2 separate regions of the Arachis hypogaea genome follow, and region 2 is linked to region 1. A link is a contact called in public Hi-C data. All regions are on one chromosome and are shown on one strand. Each heading gives the region's core, a stretch centred on a gene start, on an enhancer-like site or on the middle of the called end of the contact. The rest is flanking DNA. Distances are from core to core; before and after follow the strand shown.

What was found. Hi-C and Micro-C count contacts between places; a contact is called where the count stands out from the background.
Region 2: a Hi-C map of leaf shows a contact between it and region 1, with 1.7 times the contacts expected there. The contact joins the enhancer-like site here to the promoter of LOC112784339 in region 1. A contact is called at or near these places in 2 of 8 Hi-C or Micro-C datasets (both in leaf).

Annotation. Positions count from the first base shown.
Region 1 is chr20:118,621,962-118,626,334 of arahy.Tifrunner.gnm2.J5K5, forward strand. LOC112784339 (histidine kinase 5) reads right to left here and starts at 2,220. Exons shown (of 13, transcript XM_025827498.3): 1 at 1,972-2,220; 2 at 293-1,105; 3 at 116-172; 4 at 1-17. The coding sequence starts at 1,015.
Region 2 is chr20:118,667,272-118,671,453 of arahy.Tifrunner.gnm2.J5K5, forward strand. No RefSeq gene overlaps it. Among protein-coding and RNA genes, the nearest start is that of LOC112782962, 22 kb to the right of the region's middle. Within about 2 kb of position 1,585, at least 1 of the 3 cell types and tissues checked has open chromatin away from gene starts, as enhancers often do.

The sequences.
Region 1 (4,373 bases), core at 970-3,469:
GTTTTTCCTATTATGTCCTGAAAAATATGAGTAATCCGAGGAGTTTAGATATTTCATCTTGTCAACAATTAGAATGAAGTGTGAAATTATTTTTCTCCAGCACATAATCTATTACCTCCTCTTGCAAACTTGGAAAATGATTATAGATGAACCGGTATCGCAATTCCTTGTCCTGAAGAAAAAAAACATACATAAAAGAATTAGCCCTTGATAAGTCTAAAACAAACTATTAAGAATACATAGAGCACAGAAAAACTCATGAAGCAGTGCCTCAAACCATAGATTTTAATACCTGATGGCCAATAACAACAGGTGCATTCTGGAGGATGAAATGCAAGAAATTATCTGCTCTTTTGAGAATCTGGGAGAGTTCTTCTACAGGTGAGGATTGCCTCTCAATGTTGTTGATCCTTTCAAGCAACTTGTCTTGGAGTATCTGCTCTCTCTGGATGCTTGCCTCAAGCAATTTCTCCAAACGCAAGGCCCTTTGTTTCCAATACTTAACAGTATCATACTCAGCAGCATCTATTTCAATTCTCTTGTTCTGAAGCACAACCTTGTTCTTCCTTCGCGGCATGTCCTGCCATATGTCATAAACATCCTCCAATATAGACACCGGCCTTTTGTCGCCTCCATATCTTTCTTCCTCGAACCGGTGCTCCTCCAATATCTCCAGCTTCCTTAGCTCAACATCCTGCCTTTGTTTGCTAAGGTTGTCGAGCTCTTCCCTCAGAAGGCGCACCGCATTTGCCTGCTTGTACTCCCAATGTTTCATGAGGTATGCCAACTGAGAAGACCCTTTTTCAGTGAAATTTGTAAGCTCCATGAGGCGCTTGAAATCGGCTATAGTTGGCTCCTCTATGATTGTAACATCCTCTAACATATCCTGCTCCCTTCCAGGCTTTTCGATATTGAACTGCTTTCCAACTTCACTTCCAATATCTTCAGGCCACATTGAAGGCAGGATTTCAATTTCCATGTCCTCAATGCACTCCCTCTCCTTCTCACACACCATGATAGCACAATGATTAGTCTTTTCTTCTACACAGATTCAATTTGTTCATCATTCAATACAGTTGCAACTTCACCAACTCTTTTGCTTTTTCTGTGTAGAAATAGATTAATATTCCAAGAAAGGAAAATTAAATATGTGAGTCTAATCATTATGGCCATATTAAAATCAGAAAGGAGCCAATTTACACTTTACAGCACACATCAGCAATTACATGGAAGAACAGGCCAAGGGTGATTGTATTTCATAATAAAATCTATGAAGAAAGGGGAAACAAAATATATATGAACTCTAATGTTGGTAAACAATGACAATTTTTAAGACTTTGTTTATGAAAAATCGATGCAAGTATTTTAATACGCAACAAGTTGACCAACCTTCCGGAAAAACCGAAAAAGCAATATAAAACATTTAATTCAAAGTAGCAAGGATTAGGGAACTTAAGAAGCCACCAAACAGATAAGTTTGAGGAGAAGAACGAGCATAAGAGAAGGAACATGATAAGGATCAAAAGCTACTTTCTGGTATCAAAGATATCCTAATGCAGAAAACAAGCTAATCCATACATTGGGCAAAGACCAAAGCCAATACACATTTTCACAGGACTTAGAAACAATAAAGATAATTAGCTGATAATTAAGCTAATCACTATGAGTTAATTAAGGCCTGTCATTAATAAAGATGAAGAGTTGAAACTTGAAAATATGAACTCTGAGGAATCTCTTCAACTGTGAAGTCAAAATCATTCAATCATACAATCATTAATCACTTCAAAAGAAAAGGCTAAATAAATAACTTTGTAAATTTGCATTGTAAGGTAAAAAAGGAACAAACTTTATTTAAAAAACATAAACCAGATAAGCATGTGCATTTTAAGAGCTCAAAAAAATGGTACTAAGAAATAATATTCTTAACCCTTGTTGTTGTTGTTATAGTAGTTGCTGTGAGGCAACAATTACCTTGAGACTCTCACAGTTTTTTCTTCCTCTTCAAAACCCTCAGGTTATGCCTCATCAAACAATCAAAGTATCAAATGAATCATATATGGATTATATATTTATATATATAATGTAATGTTGCTTCCACTCTCTCTCTCTCTCCCTGTCCATGAAAACAGAACATAATCATCCAATCATAGAAAATGGATTTTTCTTCTTTTTTTTTTTTTTTAAATCCACAGGAAACCATTGCTTTTGCTGTTCCCCGCTCTTTACTTTACAGGGTGCCAGATATATAATAGATAATATATTTATTAATTATTATTACTTGTTTTGTTTGTGATGCATGGTACGTAAGTCAAATGAGAAAAATTAACACGGCGGTTATGTATATCCTTACGGTTAAGCCAGGTCGAGTTCTCTCTCACTTAATCACCTTGTATTAAACCAATATAAGTTTGTCAAGTAATAAGCTCTTAGATAAGTGTCAGTGGTTCGAATTTTGTCTTATATATGCAATAATTCATTAATCAGTGACAGATTTTTAAATAGAATTTAGATTCGCGATGAATTAAGTTTTAATTTATCAGATTAAAAAATACCGTGACAAAAAAAAATTACATTGTATTAAAGTTTGATTAAGAGTAGATTAGAATTTAGAAGTATACGTGTTTTGTGAACTAATAATAACTACTACCTTAGTTTAGGTAATAATACTTTACTACAACATGCTGCTTAATTTCTTCCTGACGGTTGTGTTTAATTACATACTACGCTGGTGATTCCAGCTCTTTTCTAGTTAATCCATGTATGTTTTAAGAACCTTAATTAAAATTTGTTGGAATTTTAGAATTTTTACCTAAAATTATTGATGTTAAACTACTAAGAAAGATATAGGTGTACTTAAATTTAGGTTCTTACTAGTATTTTTACCCGTAATACTATTACGGAAATATAAATCTTTTAAAATTACGTAGATCTAGGTATTATAGATTATGATACGAAAAATGTATAGTATTAAATTATTTTTATAAAATAGTCGTAAGGGATAAAAGTCTCCGTCGGCTAAAAAGACCAGAGTTTTAAACAAAATTAAATAATAAATTTTTTAGTTATTATTTTCAAACGAAAGAGTTTAATTTTTTTACTTAATTTTAACATCCGTTATCTAAAATTTAAAAGAATTTAACGTGTATATTTTTATATTTGATTAGGTATTAAGTTTGTTGTACAAATAGAAATAATTAATTTTTATGCTTGCTATTTAAAAATAATATTTTTCTATATATATATATATATAATTAGATATTAACATAAAAAAATTTATATTGATAGTTATAAAATTAACTCATTTTTTTTAAAATAATTGAATCTTGATTCTAACTTTTAATCACAGTATTAGTAATTTTATTAAATTATATGTAATAAATATTTAAAAGAAAAGAAGTGAAAATATATATTAAAAAGATAAATAGTAAAAATTTAAAATTAAATAAAAAATATGTATATAATAATATTTTTTATTTAAATTATATTATGTTGTTAATTTTATTTTTTATAAAATATAAAGGTAGAGAAAAATAGAGAATGAGAGAAAAGAGAGAGAAAGATAAAGAAGAAGAATGAGAGAGGAAATTTGTTAATTTTAGAAGTTAAGAAAATTTTTTATTTTAATTATAATGAAAATATCTGGTGACACATTTTGATTACTAATATAAAATATGAATTATAAATTATATATAGAGTGGGAAGGATGGAGAGAAATAAAAAAAAAGAGAGGTAGATAAGAAAATATAAGAAGTATGTTTACTAATTTTAGAAAAAATATTTTCTCTAAATTTTAATAAGAGAGTGTCATGTGACACATTTTAGTTATTAAATTAGTTAGTAATATATAAATATAATATATAATATAGCTATATTTTAATTTTAGTATTTTAATTTTAATTTAATTTTAGAAAAAATCGAAAATACCCCCTAGGATCAACAAGGGAAGGAGGGGCAAAAAAGGAAAGCAGTCCGAACGTTCTTTTATAATAAATTTTCTCTCTGAAAAAATGCAACTGTCAACGCACCTCGAGAAATACAACAGCCGCAAGAATGCGTAAAGCCCAGACCAACAGCTAACACAGAGTCCAAGGGCAACGACCGAAGAATTGCTCGCTCCGACATTAGGGAACTCGTTAAAACGACCTCTCGAGTTCGAAACCCATTCCAACAAACGACCAATATAGCCACAAACGGCGAAGCCATGTCCTCCAGTGACAAAGATCGACCTCACTCGCTCTCCCGCTGCGGGGGCAACTGTTACGGATCCAATCCCCGGATCCGTCGCCTGATCCGGTCCCTAAACCCGGTTACCCAGATTCAGCCCACTTCGCCATTCTAGAAGGCCTAAAACCGGCCCTCTACAATTTCTAACC
Region 2 (4,182 bases), core at 335-2,834, 45 kb after region 1:
GAAGGTAAGCAACATCTTTGAAGCGTAATGCTGACCTCACCCCATAGAAAATGGAAGTTGTAGGTCTCAAGCCTCAATCGCTCGATAAATACAGAAATCAAGAAATTGTCAAATATAAAATCACTCAATTCTACTACATATCCAAATCCTACATCCCTGAGATAAGACAATAGGATGTCCGACAGGGAAAGGCCCAAGGTCAGACGGCATGGCAACAACAATCGAGATCTCAACAATAGTTACAATATTTACTCTTGCAAATTAATCTCGTTTAAATTATTAATTATGTTTAATAATTATTAAATATTATAAACTAGTAAATAAATATCATTAATAAAATATCATATTTCATACAATATTAATATTCATTACTATTATTCACATTATTAATGAAACAAGGAACATGAAACAAGATTTACAAAATAAATTATTTATGTTGCATTATTCTAATCTAACATGTAGTATTCTAGATCATATCAATTCAACTATAGATTTTAACAAAAAAAAAATGATCTAACAACGGTATTATTTGAATAATATATTTATTTAATTTAACTAATATATTAATTTTACGTTTAACTATTATATTTATTTAAGTTAACTTAAAATTATTTCTAAAAATATTAAAATTTATTATACTTACCTAATAGAGCTTTCTAACTAACAAAATCAAAATACCTAATACATTAACTAAATTAATAAAGCTTAAATACATAAACTAATTATTTATTAAAAATAAAAGAGGAATAAAAAACCTAACCTCAAAATTCAAAACTTCAGCTATGTGCCAAGTCGCATTACATCAGTTGATGTCTCCATCGTGAACATATTATCAAAGGCTATCTATATTTCAGGAACTCGAATTTAAGATGTTACAAAGTTACAAAATTCTTAAAAATTCTTTAAATAAATGAAAATCTCGGTTGTAACTAATTTATATAGGTCTCTAACTATATTTCAAATGTTGTGACCTATTTTTTTGCGTTTGAGCGTATCTCGGATACTAAAATCCTAATCAATGTTTAAACGTATCTCGAATGCTCAATATCCGTTTCTATACATGATACGTATTCTAGATGTACTCAAAATATGTCAGCCATTTTTTTACATCATAATTCGAGATCTCAATACTCAAAATACGCTTATAATTAATTTATCCTTTTAATATTTAAAATATGATATGTTGTATATTTAAGTAATTTCTCTCTATTTTATCTATTTTTGTAAATTTTATATTTATTTAATTTAAATAAAAAAGTTCCGTCAGAATCATGCACAAAGCTCATCAGGTAGATATCTGATCTCTCTAATCTATTCGATTTCTCCAAAACAAATTAAATATAGCAATACACTAAAAGGTTACTTTCCAAAGTATAAAAAATCCAGTCCTATAATATTCATGCACACCAACCCATATAAAAAATTAGTTATCAAATAAAGTTTTCTATTATCTATATATATATATATATATATATAATAATTGATTTTTAATGACAACTAGTATTTTTTATAACATTATTATGATTAGTGGAATATCAATACGTATACTTAAAGAACATGTGGACACCTTAGCTACACCTTAGCTAACTAGGTTCTAGACCAAAGGGCCGGGGAATAAGAAATAAGGTGTCTCCTATTGGCTTCCTTTTTCCTCCTTATATGAAACAACAGCTGTTAAATTAAAACTAAAGATATGGTATTGAAAAGTATTTTAAGACCTTTTTATTCCGAAAAGGAAAAAAGCATAAAGATTTCCGTTAATAAAACTTAATTTCTGCATTTCCTCAAAACAATGTTATTTAAATACTTCTAATCAATTAGTAAAATTTAATTAAAATAATAAATCAAAGTTTTACATTTTTAGATAAAATTTAAATGTGAGGTAATTAATTTAATTAAGAGTGTATTTAGATAAGGTATTGTTAAATTTCACTGTATTTTATATATAAGAAAATTATTTAAATACTATAATTAAATCCTCTTTCATTTCTAAAATATTTTGTTTGATTGAGATAATTATATTAGTTATATTTTATAATTTTTTTTGAAAACACAATTAAATTAATTTCATTCGTAAACTATTTAAGAAAAGTTTTTCATATATATATATATATATAGGATTATCTGAAATTGGGTTATTTTTTGGCCTGAACGTGAGGTCTAAACTCTTTTAGGGGCAGCGTCCGACTTTCTTGTTGTCGAGGTGCCACCGTCCGAGTTTCTCACGAGGAGGTAGCTACTTGAGGGTGTCAGTGGTACTTGCAAGGAACTCTGATACTTAAATTAGCAAGGGTTTTAAGTAGATTTTTTAGTAGATTGGGCTCTGAATATACTTGAGGGTGTCAGTGTATTTATATTAGAATAGATAATCACCTTTTAGTGTAGTTTCAACTTTGATGGTAGATAATTGTTTCCTTTTTCTAGAAAAGTTGTTGAGATCTCCCTTTTAGATAAATAGGAGATATCTTAGGAGTTAGTTACTTATTTTGATAAGTAGGGCTGCACTACTGTCATTGCGCCCGGCCTCTATGAGGTCGGGTAGGTGTAGAGGATGCATGATCTCTTGCATGGGCCTTTATCCTTTTTGGGCTTAGCTTTATTTTGGGGCAGGGTATGAACAGTGCCCCTACTTGAGCCAGGACTTTTATAAGGTCGGGCTCGAGCATTTATAGTTTTAGTCTCCCACGTCGGGTATACCGCCTTTGGTAGGTCGGATACTCGATGTGTTTTTAAAAAATTTTGAAATGTTGCGTGTCTTTATGGTACTACACATGTTACTTTTGTGGTTACTTTGAGAATCGTACACGTCATTAAAGAGGGGACGTGAAATGACTTTTTTGCCCAGAGTGTTTTATAAATCTTCAAACTCATTTCTCTTTCCTCTTTTTGGCTTCCTAGAAATGTTTACTACTCTCTTTTCTTTCCTCGGAATTTCTTTGTTTTTCTTCACAAACTTCTTCAAGATTTCTCCATCTTGAGTTATTGGGAGTCTCTTCTTATTCAACGAAGGTGTTTGGATCGTACGTGGCTTGCTGCTATTGTGCTCCTTTTTCTTTTCGTAATCCTTTAAAGTTGGTCTTTTATCTATTCTTTAAATTTCTTTTCCATGTTCTGGCATTCTGGATAGCATTCTTTTTCCTTATCGATGACCCTTGTGTATGTAATGGTGGCATTTTTAGGATACTGTTTGTCTGAAATGTTACATCTTTTTTTTTATCTTGAACTTTGTTATTTGCTGCTTGAAAATGTGAGCAATTTTTGTGTTGGACTGTCCCCAAATGATGCCATTTTCAATAGATTAAGTGGCACCATTTCTATATCTAAAAATGTAGTGGTTTGGTTGTGTTTATGGGAATTTTAAAAGCTATAACGTTTTTTGGTATTGCTCACGTTGACTTGACTTAATATGAGTTTGTGGATACTTTATTATACCTAACTGTCCGACTTGTTATGACGATTTTTCCTTGTTTGTTATATTGTAGGTATAGTATTTGATATCTCATTCAGTAATTTACAATATGTCCTCTAAAGTACTTTTCGATCTGACTTAGGTAGATATATCTATGCTTACTCCTGTCCCTGTTATTGATAAATAGTATACTGAGACTTTTCATAGACATTATAGGCTATGCTTAAGTCGGGAGGATGAGAGAAACTATGAGATTGTAGTGGTTGACCTTGAAGAGAGAGTTTGTTTTTCCCGATTAGATAGGTTGAAACGTCACTTTATCTACATATACGATTGTCTTTTTTATGAAACTAGGAGTTAGCATTCCTTTTTCTGATTTTGAGTCCGAGGTCCTCAAGCTTTGTAATGTCGCCCTTTTCCAACTTCATCCACCTCTTGAGGTTTCTTGAAAATTTATCAACTTTTGTGTTATGCTCTTGATGTACTTCCCTCTGTTAAAGTTTTCTTTTACCTTTTTGTTCTTACAAAGCCTTTTAGTTCCAAAGAAACAAGGCTAGATCTCTTTTTGAGCTGTTCAAGAAAGGAAGGTCTTTGTCATATGATTCCTTTCATGACTTCAAAAATTACTTTTTTAAACTCTGCTCTGTTGAGGATGTTCGACCTTTCTTCCTTGATGAGAAGGATGAGCCCCTTTTTCCTTTATATTGGGAGGAGGTCCCTGTAGTTATTAGGTATGAGTTGGACGACTTGGATGAGGTTGAGGAGAGGGTAGT